2 separate regions of the Danio rerio genome follow, and region 1 is linked to region 2. A link is a contact called in public Hi-C data. All regions are on one chromosome and are shown on one strand. The core of a region is the stretch at or near the end of the contact, and the rest is flanking DNA. Distances in the headings are between cores, read along the strand shown.

Region 1 (7,021 bases), core at 2,112-4,611, 220 kb after region 2:
CTTTTTTTACTTTTAATTTTGTTAAAGTACACATAAACTCAAAACTGACACATTGAATTTGTTTGCTCACAATGATGGTTTTATGGTTACAAATTCATCTGTACAAGTCATTAAGAAAAAAAAATGCCCTTGTAATCTTTAATTAGAAACTGAAAATGCTCTTCCTTATTGTTTTTCAGATCCGCTTGTTAAGTTGTGATGTATCAGTGTGTATGAAATACTGTTTTCGGGTCCAAGCCACTACTCGTTTATGAAAATATTAGTTTATGGCCACTTTTAGTAATAAATCACACTTTAAACTGAATTTTATATAAAATCATAGTACACAACATGCTTTGGACTTGTTGCTTCACCAATAACAAAATTTTAACATATTTTAAAAATGTATCACTTTCTGGCCATCTTATATTAGACATGGAAATATTTATTGTGATCGTGATTTTCACAAGTATTACATCGTTTTGTAAATGTTTATTATTACCATTTGATGAGTCTCCCCACACAGTTTGATATAGCACCTGGACCCGGAAACCGCTTCGCATGATGTCACACTTAACAAGGGGATTAGGTCTGTCTGAGCTGACGTATGGACCCTTTTCACATTTCTGGGTTTCTCAGTAGCGGAAGTTGTCATAGTTGGGTAAACATAGAGTGCAGTCAATGGGAGAGTACAACAAATACATTTTACAATCCTATTTGCTGAAATAATCAAATAAAAACTCAACGAGGGTGTTATCAAAACTTGCAGAAAAAGGAAAAAAATATGAGACTGATAACGGCAGCCAGAAGAGAGAACAACATCAAATGTTTTGTATTGTACCATAGACACTGAATTGGAAAAACCTTGCAAGTGGTAATTAGTTTTAGTGTTTTGATGCAAAGTTGATATAATATGTATATAAATAAATCAAAATTCACAAAGGTTTTAAAACATTAAAACATTCAAGTATTTAAGATTATGATGACTATAAAACATCTTAACAGTCTTGTGAAAAGGGTCCATTGGGTGTTGTTAACATACTAAACCACACCTCTACAACTGTCAGTGTACTGGACTTTTTTTCTGGAAATTTTTTTGAATGAACATTACAAAAGCACATAAATAATTCATACTAACCAATGGAGTATTGTAAAAAAATAAGATCTGTCAATACTGTTCTCATGGTGACTTTTCTGTCCACTGAAATCTACACTAAATAGATTCATTAGGCTTAACAGAATAATCCGACTACATGAACCGATACATTACAAATACTCTTTACTAAGCAGGGGCAAAGCTACTGTAAAAATCTGGGGCTCTATTTGTGACAATATTCAATGAGATTCTTTAGTCAAGATTGAGTTTTGGGAGGGAAGAGGAGACCGATTTAGGCCTCTGGGCCCAGTCTTCAGCATTTCCTGCTTACTATACACCTGTAAGCCACAGTTGGCACTTGATGCATGAGCAAAACACCCCAGATAAAGTATACAGATTTCTTTTTATGGCAAAAATCTTAAAAATATTTAAAAATCTTAAAAGTATTTAAAACTTTAAAAGTAAAAATCATGTTCCATGAAGATACTTTTGTGAATTTTGTATAACAAAACATAATTTTGATTAGTAATATGCATTGCTAAGTGTTTCATTCAGACAACTTTGAAGTCTGTGACTTTTATCTCTGTGTTGATGTACTTCCAACTGAAATGGAATATTGAGTAGGGGCGGGGATTTCTTTTTTGCATCATTGTGTAATAGTAACGGTAAAAGGGGTGTGGTTAAAGATATGACATACAGTTGCTATGGAAGCCCTCGGCTTAACGTCAACAGAAGAACCCCTGGCACACCAAGCGCAGAAGCAAATGGTCAGACTTTAAATGTAGATTTACATTTTTTCATTGGATTAACTTGCATTATCCATTTTAAGAGTAACAATGTGAGCTAGCAAAATAAACATTGTAAATTTTGATTTCATGCAGACTTTAAAGGTAATCTCAACCTAATATCTCCTATAATTACAAACTACATCAACGAAAAGCTTGTTTATTTAGCAAGTGATGTTCAATTATATATTTTCTTTTCGGCTTAGTCTCTTTATTAATTAGGGGTCACAGCAGAATGAACCGCCAACTGATCAAGCCCGTTTTACGCAGAAGATGCCCTTCCTGCCGCAACCTAACACTGGGGAACACCTATACACTCTTACATTCAAACATACACTACAGCCAATTTAGCTTATTCAATACCACATGTCTTTGGACTGTGGGGGAAACCGGAGCACTCAGAGGAAACCCATGCAAACACTGGGAGAACATGCAAACTCCACAGAGAAATGCCTCAGCAAGTGATGTATACACTTTTTTAAATTAAACTTACGATGGGTTTGTGATCCAAGGTCACATATCATTCATTAAAGGTCAAAGCTGTACTCAAGCATGATGATTATTCAAGTTAAAGAGAGTGTCCCAAGAAGTGAATTATCATACCTTTTAAAAATTCTAGGATTACCACTACGGCTAGTCTATACTGATGCATGCACATACCAAGCCTAATGGAGGTCTATTAAGGAGTCAGACAGGACTTTAAACCAATGCATTGGTTTGGAGAGGATTAGCCTGCTAAACATAGACAGATAATAACTTACTCGGTCAACCACTAGAGCAAAGCATGAATGAACTTCCCGCTGATCCCTAAAGGGAAGAATCATTGGTCTTCATGAAATAGGCACTTAATGTGAATGGGCTCAACACCTGTCTGTTCTGAGAAAAAAAAATCCTATTTTTATTCAGAGTGTGCTTCTAATAAATCAATAAACCTTTTAAATTTTATGTGTAGCTTAAGTACAAGTTAAAATGTCAAGTTAAAGTCTGTCTTAAAAAAAACATACCTCTACGTTAAGCACAGTGTGCAAGCTGTTATTCTATATTTTATTGTGATATTTAAAAATATTTAACTTTTTAAAGATTTTATGATTTTTACAATTATTTTTATTTAGGGGAACTCCTTGATAAAGACCCCCTCGAAAAGGCGATGGTTCATCTCAAGGGGTTATCCTATTTTATAAAGTAAAATTCATATTTACTAATATCTGTAGGCCTAAAGTAACTTTGGTAAACACTTGCTGTGTTCCTTTAAAAGGTATCCTCTATAAATTTACTTCGATTTCATATTGCATGTTGGTCTGTTGCATGAAAACGATTTGAAGAGTTTATTATTGTACATTTGATTTGGTATAGTTCATGAACTAAAAGCATTGTGAGCACTGACTGTCAGGATGCCATTGACTGTTTTATATTTGGACTAAGCCGTTCACTTGCTTGATTAGTGGTTACCTAAGCGTTCCAGGTAGAGAGAGAGGGAGAAAATGCTGCCAAGTGTGCGACTGAGGGCACAAATGAAGAGCCACTTCAGGACAGATCCAAAATATGACAGAAAGTTTTTGTTCTCCCAAGAGATGAAAGAGGAATGATGAAAGTGATCAGCGGAAGTTGATTGATCGATCGATTAGCCTAAAACCAATCGCTCAGGAGGGAGTTTAATGTGGGCTGACCAGTCGTCTTTTTGTTTCACCTGATTGGCTATTTGACTTCGGGAAACCTGTTTCATATTGAAGTTATCTGAACTTTCGCCGTGGACATGGGCTTCTTGTTATTAGCGGAGTCGGTGGGTTGTTTATGTAGGCTACATTACTTTATCCAGTGAAGTTGCGGTGGTTTGTCCTCGTGTCAGACAAACATGCGGGACATGAACGTGTTCGCGCGCTCCTCCGTGCTCGCCGCCGAGATGATGGATGTGTTTGATCGCACTCACACGGAGAAAGAGCTCGTCTTTCAGTCCAAGGAGCTGTGTAGAGACTTCATTCACTCCAGGATCACGAGAGAAGGACTGAGTTGGTCAAAAGTCGAGCTGGACCTGCCAGAACCGCGCGGAGTTCTTGTAGACGTGTCTGTGGTGCTGCTTAAACTGGGTAAGAGAAGCAGGAGTGAGTGGGAACTGAAAGGAGATCACCCAAAAAATAATATTCAGTCATCACTCTCTCTTTACCTGCTTCAAAACTGTTTGAGTTAATTTCTTCTGTTGAACAGAAAAGACGATATTTCGAAAAATGTTGGCCTTCCATGTTTGTTTTTCCTAAATCAAGTTTCTAACATTTTTCAGAATATCTTGCTTTGTTTTAACAAAAATGAAAACTCATAAAAGTTTGGAATCACTTGAGGGTGAGTAAATAGTTAGTATGCTTTATTTATTTATTTATTTATTTATTTAATTTTTGGTAAGGCTATCACTTGAAACTCTTAACAGGTGTGTATGGTAATGTAATAGTACAGTAAGCTATTTATCTTCTAGGTCAGCCTTCAGATCACGCAACTTTCTTCCAATTTTTGTAAGTTGTTGTATTTGGAGAAGTATTTATTTTGTTTCTGATGTCATGATTCTGGACCTTTGAGGACAACCAAAAAATAAACATTTTGCTTGAATGACCACTATTCTGAATACTGCGAGTTTCTGGTGAACACACCCCTCTCAGTATCGGAGCATATTTAAAATTAAGATTATATTTTTATTGTAACTTAACAACAAATGGATGTTTAACAGTTTACGATGTATCGCATACTAACACACCACCACAAACAGATAAAAGAATATATAAAGATCAATAGACGCTCTCTAGAAAGGTAATATGTTCAATGGTCAGTGCAAAAATGGAGTAAGACAACATAGTGCTGAATACAATAAAAGGTGTATATATGCATTCTATATGTTATAGGATATCAATGCATGTCAAGGTTGTATTAATTAGTATGGGTTTAAGAAAAATGTTAACATTTGCTTTATTTCGTAACATTACTTCCAAGTTTTAAATAAATATATATTGTCATTTAGATAAATGTTTTAATTTGTTGCAAATGGGACCATAACCACTTTCAAGGTTTACAAAAGTCAAGGTTTTAAAACCGCCAAAGTTTTCTGTTATACTGTTCCTAAGGTATATGCAAGTTGTTGTTTTTTTTTACGTTTTTCACAACTATTCTATTTAGTTTTTTAGGGCAGCAGTTTCTCCAGCAGGAAATGAAACTCTACATCAAAAGCCACTGGTCCAAAGTATTTTAAATGTATCTCAAAATAAAATATACTCAATGTTCAATGAGGAAAATGTTTTAGTTTTTTACCCAGACATTTAAACAGAACATATTTTAAAGCTGTAATTACAATACCGTGAAACTGTGAGATTTATATCCAAGGTTATCATGCTGTCAGAATCTTATACCGGTCCATGCCTAGTTGCAAATGAATGTAAACATGTCTGACAAAAACAGCACCTGTTTTGTTGTATTCTGCCAAAAAAGTTCTAAATGACATTTTTATTTGAAATATCATCATTATTTTCCAGTATAAAACCAAACATGTTGTAGATCTAAATCCAAAAATAATTTGTACAAACAAATATGAAGAAATATGTCAAGTGTAAACTGGAAATGTGTATACAACGTTTGTGGTTTTGCATTTGGAGTTCTTGAGAGACAGGTTTTATGATGTACAGTACATGTTTTGGAGGATAAAGAGGGTATAGGTACAGAATTGAAATAATGTTACTGGTTTTGCTTTTGTTTTACAGGTGATGAACTGGAGTGCATGCGTCCATATGTGTATCGTAATATTGCAAAGCAGCTGAATATCAGCGTATCGGTGGAAGCTGTGGTTTCAGATGCATTTCTCTCGGTAGCAACAGAAGTCATAGCCATGGGTAAGTGAGTGGGATAACAATATAACAGAGGCCTGTTTCAGAAAGGAAGTTAAGTGAAAACTCTTCAATATGTTAATCTTGAAATGAGGGAAAATCTTGAGTTTTTTTGTTTCAGAATGGTAGGTATGTCAAACATGAGAAAGAGCTGTCAGTCAAGCCTGTCTCTAAAAGGGAGGTAAATTATACTGTCACCATAGTAACTTTACTTTCAGTCCCATCTCATTTTTTTTTTAAGTTTAAGCAATGTCTAAGTACTTTATTTACTGATTCAAACTGCAAAAATGCTTTTCTCACGAAGTATAGTGAGGATAAATTTAGTGGTGTTGCCATAGATTACGGCTTTTTAAATGCTTGGTTGAAGTGGGGATGTTATGGGACTTTATGATCTGATTCCAAAACAATCCTTAACTTCAAAACTTCTGCTGTACATTTACATTTTTACAACATTACATTTCAACCAGAATTAGAGTTTACTTGCTTGTCTTTAATGATTGGATTCCATGTATGACAGAACTTTCATCTTAAAAACATTTTATTAAAGAATTGTTCTGCTTGAACCGGCTTTAAATGTAATAAAAAGAAAGATTACAAAGAGTAATTATGAACAGTAAACTTATTTCATAAAACCACATTTATTTTCTTAAAAAATATACGATTTTTAAAAATTTTTAAAAATTTGTTTCCTTAAAATTTACTTTAAGGAATTTATTTTAAGGAAAGAAATGTACAGCTAAAGTCAAAATGAGTAGCTGTCTTGTGAAATTATAATTATTTTAAAAATATTTCCCATATGCTGTTTATCAGAGAATATTTTTTTCAACACAATACATTTAATAATTTAATAATTAAAAACTAATTTCTACTAACTAGTTTCTTTGGTCTTGGTCATGATGAGTAAATCATATTTTACTAGTTATTTTGCAGGTTACTAATATTCAGCTTAAAGCATGAAGCAAGTTTTAAAACACAGGAATGCTTTATTATTTGCAGCACAGTGCAGTAGGCCTAGATCACTTTCATTTACAACCCATTTACCGACCACAAGCCTTCACTCGTAATGGAGTGTGCCATAATGGTCATACTATCCTTTCTGACCTTTTAGTGATTTTATAAAACCACTGACACACTGGACGAGTAGCACAGCTCTTCACAGTGTCTATATAATGACCCAAGTTTTCGCTTTTGTGTGTGTAAGGAATTTGGATAGTGTACTGAAGCTGGTGTCCTGACATTTTATCCTACCCATCAGATTATGCTACTAACACTGTATTTGAATGGTTCTGAGGTTGGGGTTTAGG
Region 2 (6,662 bases), core at 2,668-5,167:
TGTGTGTGTGTGTGTGTTTGCATTGAGGAGCTGCAGAGTACATTATAACAGCTGACAGGTCGAGAACACTGACCCTATGTTTTAGCATCTGACCTAATGGTAGACACTAAATTAGGAGAACATTTTTCTCTTGCACATGAACTGCATCTGACAGAAGTATAACGGCTTTAACACACGTCTTTCTTTCAAAATTAAAGTACCGCATCACAAAAACACTCCGTAGGCCACTAAAAACAGTATTGACACCCAGTTGAGAAACGCTGCTCTAGCTGATAACAATTCTTAACGGAAGTTCTAAGCACCCAACCATAAGGCGCTGGTCACAATGGTGCCCGCCATGCAGCAACGAAGAAAAAGGTCTTTAAACCAGGATAAACCATAATCATTTCTAATTTATGGATTGATTTAAGTTTTCACCTAAAACAATGGGAAAGCAGTTTTTTAACATTACCCCCAAATCTTGCATATTATAGCCTAATGGATATGACGACTATTTTTGTTTTCATGCACCGAGTTGCACATTGTCTGGACTGCTACCCTGGTCAGGCCCAGGACATTAATAAATACTTATTATAATCAATTATTTTTTAAACTATAACACTTTAATCATTGCTTATATCAAGATTTCTTTCCAGACAGTCAAGACAATAAAAGAAAAAAATACAGATACTTTTTTTAATAATCATTAGTGGATAAATCCCTACCTTGCTGATCATGGTAGTGAGGTCTCCTCCATTGAGAAGAGGGTTTTGAGCATCGCCAACACGAGACGGATCTTTGGTTGCCTTCTCATTGGAGAACGTTCTCCACTCTGACCCCACATCAATTACACGGTCTCCTGCCATAGAAAGCGAAGGCGCGTTCATTGTCTTACTGTTTACATTAGTGATGAAAACATCCAGCTGTATAATTCAGAAGCAGGTTGAAACTCATACCTACTACAAGGCCACATTCAGGACAGATCATGTCTCCTGCCCTGTAGTCCTCCACCAGCAGGGCATCGGGGTGATTCGGGCATTGCACTTTGGGAAGAGAGTCTCCACTGAGAAATACAAAATTCAGATCTCAGAGGTCAGAAAAAAACACTTTTAAAGAGTATTGACATTTGATATAAATTGCTTGCCAGTAGATTTAGATACAGAAAAACATTTTAGGCATGCTCAGATGATCATTTTTATAGAAATAAAATCTAGTGAAAATAGCTGGGAAGGAATATCAGGAGAAGAACCATCTAATGTCACTTCATTGTAGGACTGCACAATATTCAAAACATCTAGCAATGCAATATATATTTTTTTTATTTTGTGATATGAATACAATTTCACCAGATAACTTAAAAATCTCTATTTGGAAAGAAAGTATAATGTTAAATCGATTGGGATGATTCTGCAGTGGGAGTGCATCTCTATAAAATCTAATAAACAATTTATAAACTTTTTAGGGTCCCCCGACACATGTTCGATGTGGGCTGTGCTATTGCATTTCTGTATTTATTTCATGCATAACAATCTCTAAATATAATCAGGAAAAAGTGTTTCATCATTTTCAGAGTCTAACAGTATTCAAGTAAAGTAACTGAAAGATAAAAATAATTTAATAAAATTAATCATTGTTAAAGTTACAAATGGTACAATTTATTGTGCCTGAATGCTTTAAAGGTCATAATACAATCACAGGCATCAACAACACATCAAAATTATGAATTATAATCCAGACTCAACATTGTGTATGCTCGCGATGTGACTATTGCGAATGATCATATTGCGATATCGATGCTGAAATTATATATTGTGTAACCCCTACTTCACTGGCATTGTTTTCAATTTTAATTATTTTTTTAAGTTATAACAGTTTAAAAGTCTAGTAATAACCCCAGTAACTATTCTGGAGTTTTCCAATTAACATTTCAATCAGTTATTAAGTGTACATGAATGATTTAATTCACCATTTTGCTCATTTATGCTGCATCTAAAATATAATGAAAGATATTTTTTTAACTTTCATTATTTTACTACTGCACTATACTGATTTTCTTAGGCGCATGTGCTTTTCCATAAAACTATAAAATAAAAATCAATAGGCTAAAATACTTCTCTCTTTGTTGTAATTGAAATATTTTTCAACAACAATAAAACTGAAGCAAAATGACTAATATTCGCTTACAAGCTTTTATCTTCTATATTTGAAAGCCAAAATGTCACTGAACATCCAACTGCAGTTCTCTTAGATAGATTGATTACAGTGTATAACCGTAAAAAATGCAACTAATGAATAATCATGACCATGCTATTTAAGTACAGTTAGTTTTATATTTAGTTTGCACACTCTGACTTTCTCTTTAATTATATAATCTCAATGAAGTATCATCAACATGATTGAAATAGTGAAATCATATTAGCAGCCAATGACTATGAACGCACAACATTGTTCACAATCAAGTAAATAGGGTTAATGTTGTACTGAATTCATATTTACAAGCAGTTTCAGTCTGTATAATCAAAGTAGAGTGGTAAACAACAGAACAAGTGGTCACTGTTCAAATATAAACAAATGTGTGAATAGGCATGAGAAGATAACCGGTTTCAAGGTTTACAGCAGTTAGGAAAAGTCAAGGTTTTAATACTGCTAAAATGTTCTGTTATACCATTGCTATGGTATATGTAAGGTTTTTCGACTCCAACTGCATTTTTTTTTTATAAATCTGTTTTTGAAACTAATGAAGACAGCAGAAATCAATGATTTAACTGTTTAGCCTTACATGTTTACTGTTCCAAAATATAGTACAAGCCTTTAAAAATTTTTTTTTTTCTTTTTTACCCAAACATTTAAAAAGACCTTATTTTAGAGCAGTAATCACAATACTGTGATCCAATAAAACTGTGGTAATTTTATCCAAGGTTATCATATACCATCAGAAACTTATATTGGCCCATGCCTATGTGCGAGTATAAAACCAATTATACCTCAATCCTATAGCTAACTAAGTTACATGACATGAAAAATAATTCTAAACTCTCAGTCTTAATTACCAACGATTTTAACATCAACAAATACTATTCTTAACTTTAATAAGGCATTAGCCTAATTTTCAGAGAACTGCTATGAACCACAAACAATTGTATGTTCAACTATTATGATAAAGACAATAAATATTAACACCAAAAAGAATTAAGTTCATTAGGCTCATTGTGATCTTAGATAATCCATAAGCTAATGTTAATTGATGAAGGTATTTGTAAAGTAACTCTACACCACAAAACACCTTATTCAAAAGCAAATTATTATTTTTATTTGATTATTTTATACAAAAGAAAACATTGAAACTGACCCATAAAAACTTCCCGTTTCTGTTCAAATACAACATCTACAGTAGTGAAAAAGCCTAAAAAACGAAGGCATTAACTAGAATAAATGATTGTTTATTATTGGCATAAATTATTAAATAAGAACAATAATTTGTCACTACACCAGGCAAGACTTCCTGAGTTGTTGATGTGGAGCAGTTAGCGCTGTTAGCTCTCTGATGACTGTTGCTCGGTTCACATTTGACAAGCATTTCAAGCCTCCACAAAGACCTGAGACAACAACCCTGACGACTCGTCTTTTAACGTTATTTACAGCTCCAGCAGCTGTCGCTTTGTCTCGTTTCACATGATACGAAAACACAAACAACGTGCGCTAGCAGAAAATGACAGCGTTCGTGTTTTCCTGAGGCTTTCATACGCGTCACAGCGACAACAAACAGCTAATAAAAGCCCAGAGAGCACAGCGGATAGAATCAAAGCTCATCTATAACGTGCGTTTACAGACCGATATCAGACAGACAGAGAAGCGATAGAAAACCATCAGAAATGAAACCAACCGGCTCGTTGACGCCATACTGTTTCTGTCTGTTGTCCACGGCAGTGACTCTCTGGTGAACACAATGGACGCCCGCTACCTCTATTTATAGGTTTTGTAGGTCACGTGTACAAAGAAAGAACGGGGTGCAACAAGGTTCAATTTTTCACATTTTTGATTCGACAAAACTTATTCATGTTCCCCCATTTGTAGTTTTTTTAGATACATGTCGTATTTTCATTAAGTTTGTCTGCGTTTTGAATTAAAACATGTACGTTATATGTTTCTATAAAAAATATCTCCTTGGATTCACGATGCATAATGTTTGGCTAAAACATAATTTCTGTTTTATTCTGTGATGGTTGGCATTTCGTCCAAATTTTAAGAAAAAGTAGGCTAGCTAAAAGGTGACATATTCATATTCATTTTAGACATCACAGCAACAAGGCAGTACCAATGTAACAAACAATTGTTATTCTGAAAATGATTCATGATAAATAGAGCTCTTAATGACAGATGTTTTTTTTTTAATTGGGAAAGAATGTTATCAGACCTTTTTAGAGTAATGTGATAACAGCATTTTTCTAAAACTCACACATAATAAGTTCAGCAAAACAAGTGGTCTTTTAATTTGTTCCACATATTGTTTCCTTAACATTGTAAGTTGAAGCAAACTGTAAACCCTGTCGAAAGAAAACAGCATATGATGGTGTTTGATGCTGGTATGCTGGTTTCAGTGCTGGTTTTGCTGGTCTCGATGCTGGTCTTGCTGGTTTCAGTGCAAGAACAGCAAACCAGCATCAAAACATACCTTACCAACATATGCCTTCTTTTTTCAGCAGTAAAATTCTACCATTATTGTTCTTTTAAAAATTGTTTTTTTTTTTTTTTTTTTTGGAAAACATGTCAGTATTATAGCTATAGTATAAATAGCTATAGTTTAAAGTTAATCTAAAATTTATTTGAAAAATATCATTAAGTATTAAACTGACAAGTAGGTTAAATAGAGGCTCAAAACATTTTTAATGTTCAGATGTCATTAAAATATAAAAAAAATCATTGTACAAAAGTACAATATAGATCTAACCATCTAATTATTTAAAAAAAAATCAGTTTTAAGATGTATAGAACAATACATTTCATGTCTGGACTGACTCACACATGTGCTAAACTACACGTGGCTTTAATTTGACTAATAATGGAAAATAAATGTGAATTGCATGCCTCATTTTAAAACTATCTGTCATGTTTTACAGCTTAGGCTTTTAATATTCCACATCAATTATGCTCTATTGAAAAATGATATACCATCCTTAAATTCATTATTCACTTGTGCCTTATAACGCAAATGTGTCATACATAGTCATTAAGAGTTCAGCTGGTGTACTCTTAAACCTCAAGGGTTGGGCTCTTCTATAATCATGCTGCGAGAACATTCATATGTCTCTAAAGTTATGATCTGTTTCTTTCTAAAAATACTTGAGTACTAAACGAGTACATGAAATGGTAAACAAGCGATGATATATCTTGTATATTTTAATGCCAACTGCAAATGTAAAAGAAAAAATAGAACTGTAAAAAATGTAGGTCATTTTGTGTTGACGTGTGGCCTTCTGTGGGGAGAACGTCTTCACATAAATTATAGTGTGCATGATTATAACTATATAACTAAAATCATGATTAATTATTTTATTAATTTTATTTTCAGCTTAGTCCCTTTATTAATCTGGGGTCGCCACAGCGGAATGAAGCGCCAACTTATCCAGCATATGTTTTATGCAGCGGATGCCAGAGCACCCGGGGGAAACCCACGCGATTAATTATGATATAAAAAATAATTAATGCTGATCTTAGATTATTTTTGACAGATAATAATTTTTTATTTTAAACAGAAATTTTTATTTGATTTTTTTTGGAAAAATTGTTACATTGTTTTAGCTTTTAAAAAACAATACTTTAATATAGATCTGTAGAACTTGTTTTATTAGGTTTATAACATTTTCCACTTCAGCACTTTAGACTTGATCTAAAAATGAGACCAAATAAATCTCTACTGCAATACATTTAAAATGACACTAGCTTAAGTGAGGTTAAAGCAAATTCCCTGTATTACATAGTCTTTGGCTAAAGTACGGGTTTTTGAGTCCATGCTAATTAATTAGTAAATGAATTCACCCAAAAATGAAAGTTTGTGATTTCAACTCTGAAAATAAGCTGTGAAGAATGATGAGGGGAAAACATTACTAAGTCAGTGGTTTTCAGCAATCTTCAAAATATCTTATTTTGTTTAAACAAGGTGGAAGGTGAAATTATGACAGATTTTCATTTTTTTCTCCTAACTATAATGGCTTTATAAATATGATCATGATTACTATATAAAATATGGAATTAAAATATTACTAAAATAAATTATAATTCCTGTGGTAATTCCACTGAAAAAAATAAAGAAAGAAGAAAGAAAGACAAAATCAACGTGACCATGATTCAGCAGGAAATATAAAGTTCCTCTTACAAAACTAGCTGAAACTTGGAGGGAAAAAAACGCACATTTAGGCTGGGTTGGTTTAGTCACCAAGACATTTCCTGCACTGTGCCAGCCAAACAATGCTGCACTTTCTACCTACGCATCTGGGTCCTAGTTTCCTCAAAAAACAAGAAAAAACCGAAGAAAGAGTGCAATGGGTTAGTCTTAATTATTACACGGTAATGACTGCTGACTGTCCAAACTGTACAATACTTCACAAACTCCACCTATAATATAAAAGCACCTTTATCTGAGGCACTACCTCGCGCACAGGGAACGTCTTCAAGAGGTTTGATCC

What was found. Hi-C and Micro-C count contacts between places; a contact is called where the count stands out from the background.
Region 1: a Hi-C map of an unstated tissue shows a contact between it and region 2, with 2.2 times the contacts expected there. The contact joins the promoter of bokb here to the promoter of gtf2b in region 2. A contact is called at or near these places in 2 of 18 Hi-C or Micro-C datasets (hematopoietic stem cells and an unstated tissue) and 1 of 4 datasets of contacts at active chromatin or transcription factors (embryo).

The regions. Positions count from the first base shown.
Region 1 is chr2:25,964,895-25,971,915 of GRCz12tu, forward strand. It overlaps bokb (BCL2 family apoptosis regulator BOK b), which reads left to right and starts at 3,362. Exons shown (of 4, transcript NM_201185.2): 1 at 3,362-3,944; 2 at 5,595-5,723. The coding sequence starts at 3,722.
Region 2 is chr2:25,744,424-25,751,085 of GRCz12tu, forward strand. gtf2b (general transcription factor IIB) reads right to left here and starts at 3,918. Exons shown (of 7, transcript NM_199697.1): 1 at 3,863-3,918; 2 at 936-1,042; 3 at 705-838. The coding sequence starts at 3,879.